2 separate regions of the Sus scrofa genome follow, and region 2 is linked to region 1. Evidence: chromatin contacts called from public Hi-C data. All regions are on one chromosome and are shown on one strand. Each heading gives the region's core, a stretch centred on a gene start, on an enhancer-like site or on the middle of the called end of the contact. The rest is flanking DNA. Distances are from core to core; before and after follow the strand shown. Region 1 overlaps MCU (calcium uniporter protein, mitochondrial). Region 2 overlaps MCU (calcium uniporter protein, mitochondrial).

Region 1 (5,201 bases), core at 83-2,582:
GGTAAAAGCATAACTTGGTAAATTACATCACCACCTGAGTCTAATAGCATGCTAAAATTGAACTTTTTCTAATGCAGTTCTGGATAATGACATTGCATTCCCACGTTTCTCTTAAAAGTAAGAGCCTTATTCAAAAGTTCTTTAATGACATTAATGTTTATTGGGAGTTCCCATTGTGGCTCAACAAGTTAAGAACCTGACTAGTATCCGTCACGCCTTGGGTTAGGGATCTGGTGTTGGTGGCAGCTGCAGGGCAGGCCGGCAGCTGCAGCTCCAGTTCAACCCCTAGCCTGGGAATTTCCATATGTTGCAAATATGGCCCTAAAAAAAGAAAAAAATCATTAATCTAGAAGAGTGAGATGTTTACCTTTTATGCTTCATTATATTTTTTTCTTACTATTTATTATCTACTTTATTATTTGGGAAGCACTTGTAATAATCACCAGAAAATTGCTGAGGTGGACCCGTTAGGTATAGGACACTATCCAGAGGACAGTGTCAAATGTACAGGCCTGAGCTGTACTGCCTTACAGGTTGCAAGATTTTTTAAACTCCTTTTTTGCCTTCTAAGAAGGCCCACTTTGAACTTCTTATCTGTAGTTAATCGTGTTACAGGATGTTTAAGCGTATGTCTGCCTTAAACTTTGGAGAAAATTAATGCAACTGATAGTTTATAAAATAACAGGAAAGCAAATAGGTTAGCTGAACTACGTGACCCTTAAAAATAGAGCAGGAGATAGAGAAGAAAGCATCTAAGAGCTGAGGGCATTGTGTTTCCCCATTTAATTCTCATCATAACCCTATGAGAGGTATTATTGTCCTAGTTTTATAGATGAGGAAATTGAGGACTAGATGGGTTCATTTCTTATTATGTGTCATAAATTGTTTTAATGATAGGGATGTGAAGATGGACACATGTTTTGGAGCTGGGATTTAAGCCTAGGTCTTGCTAGAGTTAAAGCTGTACCAAGCTGGTTGTCAGTGTGGGTCTTCCTTTTCAGTCGGCTTCTTTAGCTCTGTTCTTTTCTCACGCATCTACTGCAAGTTTCTTCCAAGAGATCTCACCGTTCCTCCCACTGACTACATTTTTTGTTGTGGTTGTCTTTTTAGGGCTGCACCTGCAGCATACGGAGGTTCCCAGGCTAGGGGTTGAATTGGAGCTGTAGCTGCTGGCCTATGCCACAGCCACAGCAATGCCAGATCTGAGCCGAGTTGGTGACCTACACCACAGCTCATGGCAATGCCAGATCCCCGACCCAATGAGCAAGGCCAGGAATTGAACCTGTGTCCTCATGGATACTAGTCAGGTTCATTTCCACTGAGCCATGACTGCATTATTTATTTATTTAAAAAGGGCCACACCTGTGGCATATGGAGGTTCCCAGGCTAGGGGTCGAATTGGAGCTACAGCTGCCAGCCTGTGTCACAGCCACAGCAACGCCAGATTTGAGCTGTGTCTGTGGCCTACACCACAGCTCCTGGCAACACCGGATCCTTAACCCTCTGAGCAAGGCCAGGAATGGAACCCAAAACCTCATGGTTCCTAGTCGAATTTGTTTCTGCTGCACCACAACAGGAACTCCACTGACTGCATTTTTAAAATTTTTCTCCACCCAGCCCCCAAGGAATTAGCTGCTAAGGGATCTAAGGTATTACCTCCCCAGAGATCTTTGAAATTTAGTTTAAGATTCTGAAAAGTCACATCCACTAAATCTGGTACTTACTGAGTATTACTTCTATATCAAGCACTTTTATAACATTGTATAGTATATTCCACAACAACCCTTCAGGCAAAATACTCTCCCCATTGTACAGATGGGAAAATGAAGACCTGGAAAGTTAACCAACTGGGAGTCATTCAGAAAATATCTATGGAATTCCTGTTCTTAGTGAGACACTGTGCTGGAAAAGAGCTGTTTCTGTTGTGGTCCTAAAAGTTCTCAGTCTAGCCAGGAGATACTCATACATAAGACTGTAACTGGCTGTGCTTTTTTTTTTTTTTTTTTTCCTTTGAGGGTTCATTGGGAGCACTTAGGACTACCTGAGAATGTTGATGAAGGCTTCACATGGGAGGCCTTGTTTGAGCTGAAATATGGGGAAATTTTGAGGTGTGGGGTATTGGAATGCTTGGTTCAAATTCCAGGCAGCATTACTATCTAACATGACAGTATGAGGGAGTAAGTTTTTTTTGAGAAGCAACCAGTAATTTGTTACAACCGGAGTATGGGCAAGAATAGCTGGAGATTAGGCTGGATAATAGTAGTGATACCAATAGTAATTAATATTTATCAATTGTACCATGTGCAAAGCATTGTACATGGTCTCATTTAATTCTGATGAATAGATGCTGTTCTTATCCTAGCTCTACAGATAGTGAAACTGAGTTACCCCAGATTGGTTAAATGATTTGCCTAGGATCACAGCCGGTTAGTGACACACAGTTAGGAAATGATTTGCCCAGGGTAATATAGATAGCTACAGACATACCCAGCATATGAACCAAGCAGTCTGGCTCCAGAGACTGTCTTCTCTTTTTTTTTTTTTTTTTTGTCTTTTTGCTATTTCTTGGGCCACTCTCGTGGCATATGGAGGTTCCCAGGCTAGGGGTCCAATCAGAGCTGTAGCCGCCAGTCTACGTCAGAGCCACAGCAACTCGGGACCCCAGCCGAGTCTGCAGCCTACACCACAGCTCAGGCAACTCCAGATCGTCAACCCCCTGAGCAAGGCCAGGGTTCGAACCCGCAACCTCGTGGTTCCTAGTTGGATTCATTAACCACTGTGCCACGACGGGAGCTCCCAGAGACTGTCTCTTAATCACTTGCTATGATGCAGGATCAGACCATGAAAGGACTTCTGAAGGAGCTGAAATTTTATTATGCGGATCAGTGGTTTTTTTTTTTTTTTTTTTAAAAAACCCAATCCACAGAAATACATTTTTTATTATGACTGAGCATGTGCATGTGTGTATAAAACTATGAAAAGTCTCATAAACAATATTTTTACTTTGTATGAGGCATGCATAGTTTCTCTTCTGTTTTCTTAAGGAAATACTGGTTGGGACCCACTTAAATTGATTCTACAATTTAAGCCACAGTTTGGAAAAATACTGCTTGTCAGTGTGTGAGTGTTGGAAGAATTTCAAGTAGGGGAATTGCATGGTTAGGTTTGTGCTTTTAGATAGGTCACACTGGCAGCAGTATGAAGGCTTCATTGGAGAGAATGGTACCAGGAAGACAGACACCAGTGTAGAACATCTTAATGGACCAGGCAAAAGATGCCTGAACTGGGACAGTACATTGAGGATAGAGAAAAGGGACTAGAGAGAAGGAAGATTAGGAAGTAGAGTTGATAGAACTGGGCAATTGAATGTGGACTATCACTCAGCTAGTACCAGGTAGAAAGGCAGTTTAAGTCAAAACTATATTATTCAGGCACTGAAATTTTACTTCTTGACCTTTTTTATGTGTTTTTTTTTTGTAGTCATGTTAAATATACTTTGTTGTTTTATCTACACCTCTACTTTTGTATTTAAAAAAAAAAAAAAAAACTGGTTTAGGAGTTCTCATTGCGGGTTCAGCGGGTTAAGGACCTGACATATTGTTGGTGAGGATGTGGGTTTGATCCCTGGCTTTGTGCAGTGGGTTAAAGATCTGGCATTGCTGCAAGCTATGGTATAGGTGGCTTGGATCCGGTGTTGCCATGGCTGTGGCATAGGCCAGTGGCTGTAGCTCTGATTTGACCCCTGGTCTGGAAACTTCCATATGTTGTGGTGTGGCCCTAAAAAAAAAAGAAGAAACCTTGTTTTATTATTATTATTATTATTTGCTTTTTAGGGCCACATCTGTGGCATGTGGAGTTTCCCAGGCTAGAGGCTGAATTAGAGCTGCAGCTGTCAGCCAACACCATAGCCACAGAAGGCAGGATCTGAGCCACATCTGTGACCTATATCACAGCTCATGGCAACTCTGGATCCTTAACCCACTGAGTGAGGCCAGGGATTGAACTCACCTCCTCATGGGTACTAGTCGGGTTCGATACTGCTGAGCCATGATGGAAACTCCTAATTATTTTTAAACAATTAAAACATCTACATATCAAATCAGATACCCACCTTACCCTCTTATTTCTGACTTCCCACCCCTATTCCATCTACTATTATCTGGAAGATTTGCATAGCAGTATGAAAAATTCACACTTCTGTTGTGGCTCAGTGGCTAATGAACCCAGTTAGGATCCATGAGAACGCAGGTTCGATCCTTGGCCTTACTCAGTGGATTAGGGTTCTGGCGTTGCCACTGAGCTATGGTTTAGGTTGCAGACTTGGCTTGGATCCTGAGTTGCTGTGGCTGTGGTGTAGGCCAGTGGCTATAGCTCCGATTCGGCCCCTAGCTTGGAAACTTCCATATGCCATGGGTATGGCGCTAAAAAGGCAAAAAAAAAAAAAAAAAAAAAAAAAAAAAAAAAATTCAAATAGCATGATGAGCACTCAGCAAATCTCTTTTGAAATACTATATTCCCTGTATTATACTGTCCCAAAGCAGAAACTCTTAATGTTATAGTCATTTATTAGAAGAATACTTTTGAATAATTTTCTTGGACTTTGTTCTCTTTAACTTTCCATTTTTGTAATATTTGATTCCCATTAGGGAATATTAAGCATTGTGTGTATGATACTCTTACCTTAAAAAAAAAAACAAAAACAAAAAAACTGCCATTCCTAAGCATGAAACCTTTTCTTAGTAAAATTTTAGTAGTCGTCCTTTCCACATTATAAATGTAGATATACAAGATTCCTACTGCTGCCACCCCAGTTACTGAAGAGAGGTATAATATATATATTATATTTATATATAAATAATTGAGAACCAGTTATTTGGAGTGATTTTCTAGCATTTTATTTGACTAGAATCTTACTGGATTGCTTTATCTAGAGAGCACATGTTCTTTGGTCTTCTAGGTATTATAACACAAAGGTAAGTATTTGATAACTGTGATACTTTTTTTAGAGACATTATAGTGTCTGCTCTACCAGAAGAGATTGTTTTTGCAATGTAGTTGATGAACCTTTTGAAATCTTATGGGAGCAAAGAATAGCTGAATCACAGAATTTTTTATTAGTTTTCTGAGATAGTTAAATACATGAAAAGATGAAAGTCCTAAGAGTGTGTATATGTGTGTTTCTCAGACACACATAAAAAGTA
Region 2 (5,859 bases), core at 630-3,129, 140 kb after region 1:
ACTAGAGAATCTCATTCTGAGTGAAATGAGCCAGAAAGACAAAGACAAATACCATATGATATCACTTATAACTGGAATCTAATATCCAGCACAAATGAACATCTCCTCAGAAAAGAAAATCATGGACTTGGAGAAGAGACTTGTGGCTGCCTGATGGGAGGGGGAGGGAGTGGGAGGGATCAGGAGCTTGGGCTTATCAGACACAACTTAGAATAGATTTATAAGGAGATCCTGCTGAATAGCATTGAGAACTATGTCTAGATACTCATGTTGCAACAGAAGAAAGGGTGGGGGAAAAAATGTAATTGCAATGTATACATGTAAGGATAACCTGACCCCCTTACTGTACAGCGGGAAAATAAAAAAATTATTTAAAAAAAAGAAAATGATTTATACCAATACGGCATTTTAATGAAAATTAAGATCTAAAATATTCATTTACTCAGTTTTTAATATTCATTTCATCTATAGCTTGAACTTGGATAATATACACCTTTATAATGCTAAAAAAAAAAAAAAAGCCTCTGGCAACACCACATACAAGTGTAGATACTTGGCTATTTTCTAATGTACATGGAACGTTTTCTAAAATTGACCATAAAATAGGCCATAAAACAAGTCTTGGAAGACTCAACGTTGTTTGTTGCTTCTCCCCAAATGGATTTATGTATCCAATATAATACCAGTCAAAGCCCTATGAAAAATTTTTGTAGGAATTAACAAACTTATTTAAAAATATGTAATAAAATGCAGAGGGCTAAGAATAGTCAGGGCAGTCATAAATAGAAAATTGAAGGGTTTGCAATGCCAGATATTAAGACTTCATGCTGTAAGAATTAAGACAGTGTAGAACTGTGCAAGGGGAGATGAATAGACAAATGGAATAAAGTAGATAGTACAGAGACATACCACATACTTGATTTATGACAAATCCTCCATTTCAATTAAATGGAGGAAAAAAAATGGTCTTTTCAATACTTGGGGCTAGGTCAGTGTGATGCCATATAGAAAAATAAATTTAATCTTGACCTCACCTTGCAAAAGATTTTTTTAAAACTTCTAGGTGGATTTGCTGCTGTGGCGCAGTGGGTTAATGATCCAGCTTGTCTCTGTGGAGGTGCCAGTTCAATCCCCGGCCCCTTGCAGTGTGTTAAGGATCCAGTGTTGCTGCAGCTGTTGCATAGGTTGCAGCTCTGCCTCAGATTCTGTTCCTGGCCTGGGAACTTAAACAAACAAACAAACACTTCTAGATAAAATATAGATATAAAAGTGAAAAGTAAAATTATAAAGCTTGTTAAATAAACCATAGAGAATATCTTCATGCCCTCAGAGTAGGAAAAGATTTCTTAAACAGGATACAAAAAGTGCTAATCATAACGGAAAAGATTGCTAATTGGATTACATTAAATTTTTTTTTTTTTTTTTTTGCTCACCAAGATACCATAAAGAGAGAAGTAGCAAGTTGCAGAGTGAGGAAAGATGCTAGCAGTACATATATCTGACAAAGGGCTTATCATATCCTAACTATATTAAGAAATTTAATAATCATTAAAAAAACTGAGAGACTTGAATGGCTGCTCACAAGAGGATATCTAAATGGTCAATAAACATAGAAAAAGAATCTCAACCTCGTTAATAATCAAGTAATAAAACTACTGGGAGATAACACACACACCTGCCAGAATGACCAAAATTTAACAGAACTGACAATACCAGGTATTCATAAGAATGAGAAGCATCTAGAACTCTTGTTTTTTAGGGCTGCACCTGTGGCACAGGGAAATGGAAGTTCCAAGTCTAGTGGTCTAATCAGAGCTGCAGTTGCCGGCCTATACCACAGTCACAGCAACACGGGGTCTGAGCTGTGTCTGCACGGTCTGAGCTGTGTCTGTGACCTACACCACACACAGCTCATGGCAAACCAGATCCCTAACCCACTGGGTGAGGCCAGGAATTGAACCCGTGTTCTCATGGGTACTAGTTGGGTTTGTTAACCTCTGAGCCACGACAGGAACTCCACATCTGGAACTCTTAAATGCTAGTAGATACGTAAGTTGTTACCTGCTACTTTGCAAAACTGGCAGAATCTCTTAAATGTGAACTTATGTATATCCTTATGACCCAGCAATTCTGCTCCTAGCCATATACCCAGAGGATGTGCATACATCAGTGCACCAAAAGACATAAAGAATATTCACTACAGAATCATTAGCCAAATCTGGAAATAGCCCAAATGGCCTTTTTGGAATACTCATACAGGAGATTCAAGTAATGGATACATAGATATGCAGTGATGAAAAATAACTACTGCTATCCTCAACAACATAGACAAATTTTATACATGTAATGTTAAGCAGCAAAAGCCAAATTCAAATTAATAAATGCTGTATGGTTCCATTAATGTAAAATCCGGGCCTTTATCAGAAAATAAAATCTAACCTTCTTGCCAGCCCCCAGGAAAAGCTTTTTGAGAGAAATGATGTTTGTTGAAGACTGTTTAAAGGATAAACAGTTCGCTTTTTCTTTCTTTTCAGTAATTTGGAAATTTTGTAAACAGAAAATTATAGAGAATTAAACAGAAATACCACCCATAGTTTAAATATTTGAATTTTGCCATATTTGTACCAGCTCTTTTTTACTAAGAAGATAAATAATAAATATATAGTGCAATACAATAAAGTTAATGCTGCCTTTGTTCCCATCCCCAATTCCAAAACTCATTCTCCCCAGAGATTATTACCATAAAAATGATATCTTTACCATATATTTAGTGTTTAAATATATTATGTATACTATATTAATGTGAAAAGGAAAACAATAGCATGCGTGTATATTTCTTTTAAACTTACATACAGACTACTGTAATTTGCTTATTCTTCTATAATTTACTTTTTAAATTGGATTTATTAACTTGTAGATCTATTAATAGCTTTTAATTCTAAATGAACTTTATTGTATGAATGTCCATCATATTTATGCTATTTTAATTTACAGTCTTAAATCAAGCTGACTCTGCCAAAAAAGATTGACTTTACTCAATTATATTTTAAGATGATAAAGACAGATTCATGTTTTATCAAAGAATGATGTAAGAAACAATCTTATGAAATTTCTTATTTAATCTAATACCCAGAATTTGGGGAGGAACCTCATATCCACTATTATTACTCAGAGCTTCCTATGTAAAATGCTGCATCAGGAATTTCTTTTAGAACTTTGTGTTAGAAAATATGTTCCCTTTCCTGACAAATTGTTGTGCTTTCTCCCTTATATTAATGAGAATTATCACTGATTGTATTGTCTTCTTGTCTTGGGGCCTAGGAGGCCAGAATAGTTTTTTATTGTTGCTCTAACAAATTACAACAAACTTTGTGGCTTAACGTAAATTTATTATGTTAAAAGTCCAATACAGGTCTCACTGGGCTAAAAAGAATGTGTCAGCAAGTCTCTGTTCCTCTCTGGAGGCTCCAAAGGAGAATCTGTTTCCTTGCCTTTTCCAGCTTCCAGAGGCTACACCCTTGCCTTGGCCACCTTCTCCTTCAGTGACGTTAAGGAGAGTTTCTCGGTCATTGTCATACTGGCATCTATCTCGTTCTCTGTAGCCACATCTTCCTCTATTCAAAGGCCCCTGTGATAACATTGGTCCTATCTAGATAACCCAGGATAATCTCCCTATTTTAAACTCAGTTTATTGACACTCTTAATTCCATCTTCCAGCTTAATTTCCATTTGCCAAGTAACATACCCACAAATTCCAGAGATTAGGACATGGAGATCTTTTGTGGGGGGTGGAGAGGGCATTATTCTGGCTACCACAGAGACTTGGAGCCAAATATTGAACTTAATTTAGCCTCTATTTAGCTTTTGATGGCTTGTATCAAAACCTCTTTTATCCCAATCTTTATTTTCTAATATTTGTATTTTTCTTTCTCCTGGTTTTTAAACTTCAATTTCAGATTAAAAAAAAAATGTACCACCATTTGTGGTGTGCTTGTGTTGTAGTCACCTCAAATTCTTTGTAGAACAGACCAAGGATAAATAAAATAATTCGAAAAGTTAGATCTTGTGAATGTTGAGAAAATGAAGAGAATGATAGTGATAGTGGTAATAGGGACCTCTCTCTATGTACAGATAAAGATCTGCCATCTCTCAGTTTCAGTCTCAACTGTGTAAAATTGTGGCTAGAATTGTTAGCTAAGAGATTGGCCCCCCATGTGATCCCTCAACAGGGGGAGAGATCAGCTAGAGTCAGAGAGACTGAGCTGAGGACCATTCTGGGTTGAGTATTTTCAGCTTTGAATTATATATGAAAACCATCTTAACTGTCATATTTGGTCTTACCCATACTCCACTAAAACCTTTCATGACTATTATTCTTTTATATTAATTTTAAATAGTGTGTTCATTATCTGAAGTTACACTCTGAAAAGTTAGGAATATTTTCAAAAATCAAGCAAATTAAAATAATTCCCCTTCACTAAATAGAGTAAAAGGAGGGAAGTTTATCAAACTCATATCTATATGAGGCTGGAGTGTTAAAGATAAATAGTGTTTGTCTTATGGATGTTTTTAAATCTCCAGTTAATTAAAGGTGGATTTGTTTGTTTTATGGTATGGAAAAGCTGAAGGAAAACATTATCAGTCAGCTAGTGCATGATTCTGTTGCTTGTATTCCAGATTGAGATTTACAATTTCACAGGACGATTACATTAGAATTGCAGACAGCATGTTTATTTTGTTTTTAGCTAGATAAAAAACAATGTCCATCAACATGATTGGATTCGGAAGATGTGATATATATACACAGTGGAATACTACTCAGCCATAAAAAAGAATAACATAATGCCATTTGCAGCAGCATGGATGGAACTAGAGAATCTCATCCTGAGTGAAATGAGCCAGAAAGACAAAGACAAATACCATATGATATCACTTATAACTGGAATCTAATATCCAGCACAAATGAACATCTCCACAGAAAAGAAAATAATGGACTTGGAAAATAGACTTGTGGCTGCCTGATGGGAGGGGGAGGGAGTGGGAGGGATCTAGAGTTTGGGATTATCAGACACAATTTAGAATAGATTTACAAGGAGATCCTGCTGAGTAGCATTGAGAACTATGTCTAGATACTCATGTTGCAACAGAACAAAGGGTGGGGAAAAAATGTAATGTATACATGTAAGGATAACTTGATCCCCTTGCTGTACAGTGGGAAAATAAAAAAATAATAATAATAATTTAGAAGATATGGAGTGTGTCTGTGTGTACATGCGTGCATGCAGTGGAATAGTACTCATCCATGAAAAAGAATGAAATAATGCCATTTCCAGCAACATGGATGGACCTAAAGTTTATCATACTAAGTGAAGCAAGTCAGAAAGAGAAAGACATAACATGTGATGTCAGTTATATGTGGAACCTAAAGAAAAAATGATTTTTAAAAAAAAGCACTTATTTACAAAATAGAAATAGATGCACAGACATAGAAAACTTATGGAGTTACTCAAGGGGGTAGCAACAGAGTAGGGAAAGAGATAAATTAGGCATTTGGGATTAACTTATACATGCTACTATATATAAAATAGATAAATACCAAGGACCTACTATATAGCACAGAGAAGTATATTCAATATCTTGTTATAACCTGTAACGGAAAAGAATCTAAAAAAAATAGATATATATAGATACATGTATAACTGAATCACTTTAGATATATGTGTAACTGAATCACTTTACTGTACACCTGAAACTAACACATTTAGTTCAATTAACTATACTTCAGTTTTAAAAATGGTTGAAAATAAATAAAAAGAAAATGGCTAAAAATAAATGAAAAAGGAATTATGAAACAAAATC

What was found. A called contact is a pair of places that touch in the nucleus more often than the background predicts.
Region 2: a Hi-C map of omental adipose tissue shows a contact between it and region 1, with 1.7 times the contacts expected there. The contact joins two enhancer-like sites. A contact is called at or near these places in 1 of 5 promoter capture datasets (liver), 19 of 47 Hi-C or Micro-C datasets (alveolar macrophages, brain, embryonic fibroblasts and 12 more) and 1 of 2 datasets of contacts at active chromatin or transcription factors (skeletal muscle).

Annotation. Positions count from the first base shown.
Region 1 is chr14:75,524,294-75,529,494 of Sscrofa11.1, forward strand. All of the region lies in intron 1 of MCU (calcium uniporter protein, mitochondrial), which reads left to right. Among named protein-coding and RNA genes, the nearest start is that of MCU, 8.4 kb to the left of the region's middle. Within about 2 kb of position 1,333, at least 9 of the 83 cell types and tissues checked have an H3K27ac peak or open chromatin away from gene starts, as enhancers often do. A contact at or near this core is called in omental adipose tissue, where this site is marked.
Region 2 is chr14:75,663,887-75,669,745 of Sscrofa11.1, forward strand. The region is part of intron 1 of MCU (calcium uniporter protein, mitochondrial); the gene reads left to right. Among named protein-coding and RNA genes, the nearest start is that of OIT3, 60 kb to the right of the region's middle. Within about 2 kb of position 1,880, at least 1 of the 83 cell types and tissues checked has an H3K27ac peak or open chromatin away from gene starts, as enhancers often do. A contact at or near this core is called in omental adipose tissue, where this site is marked.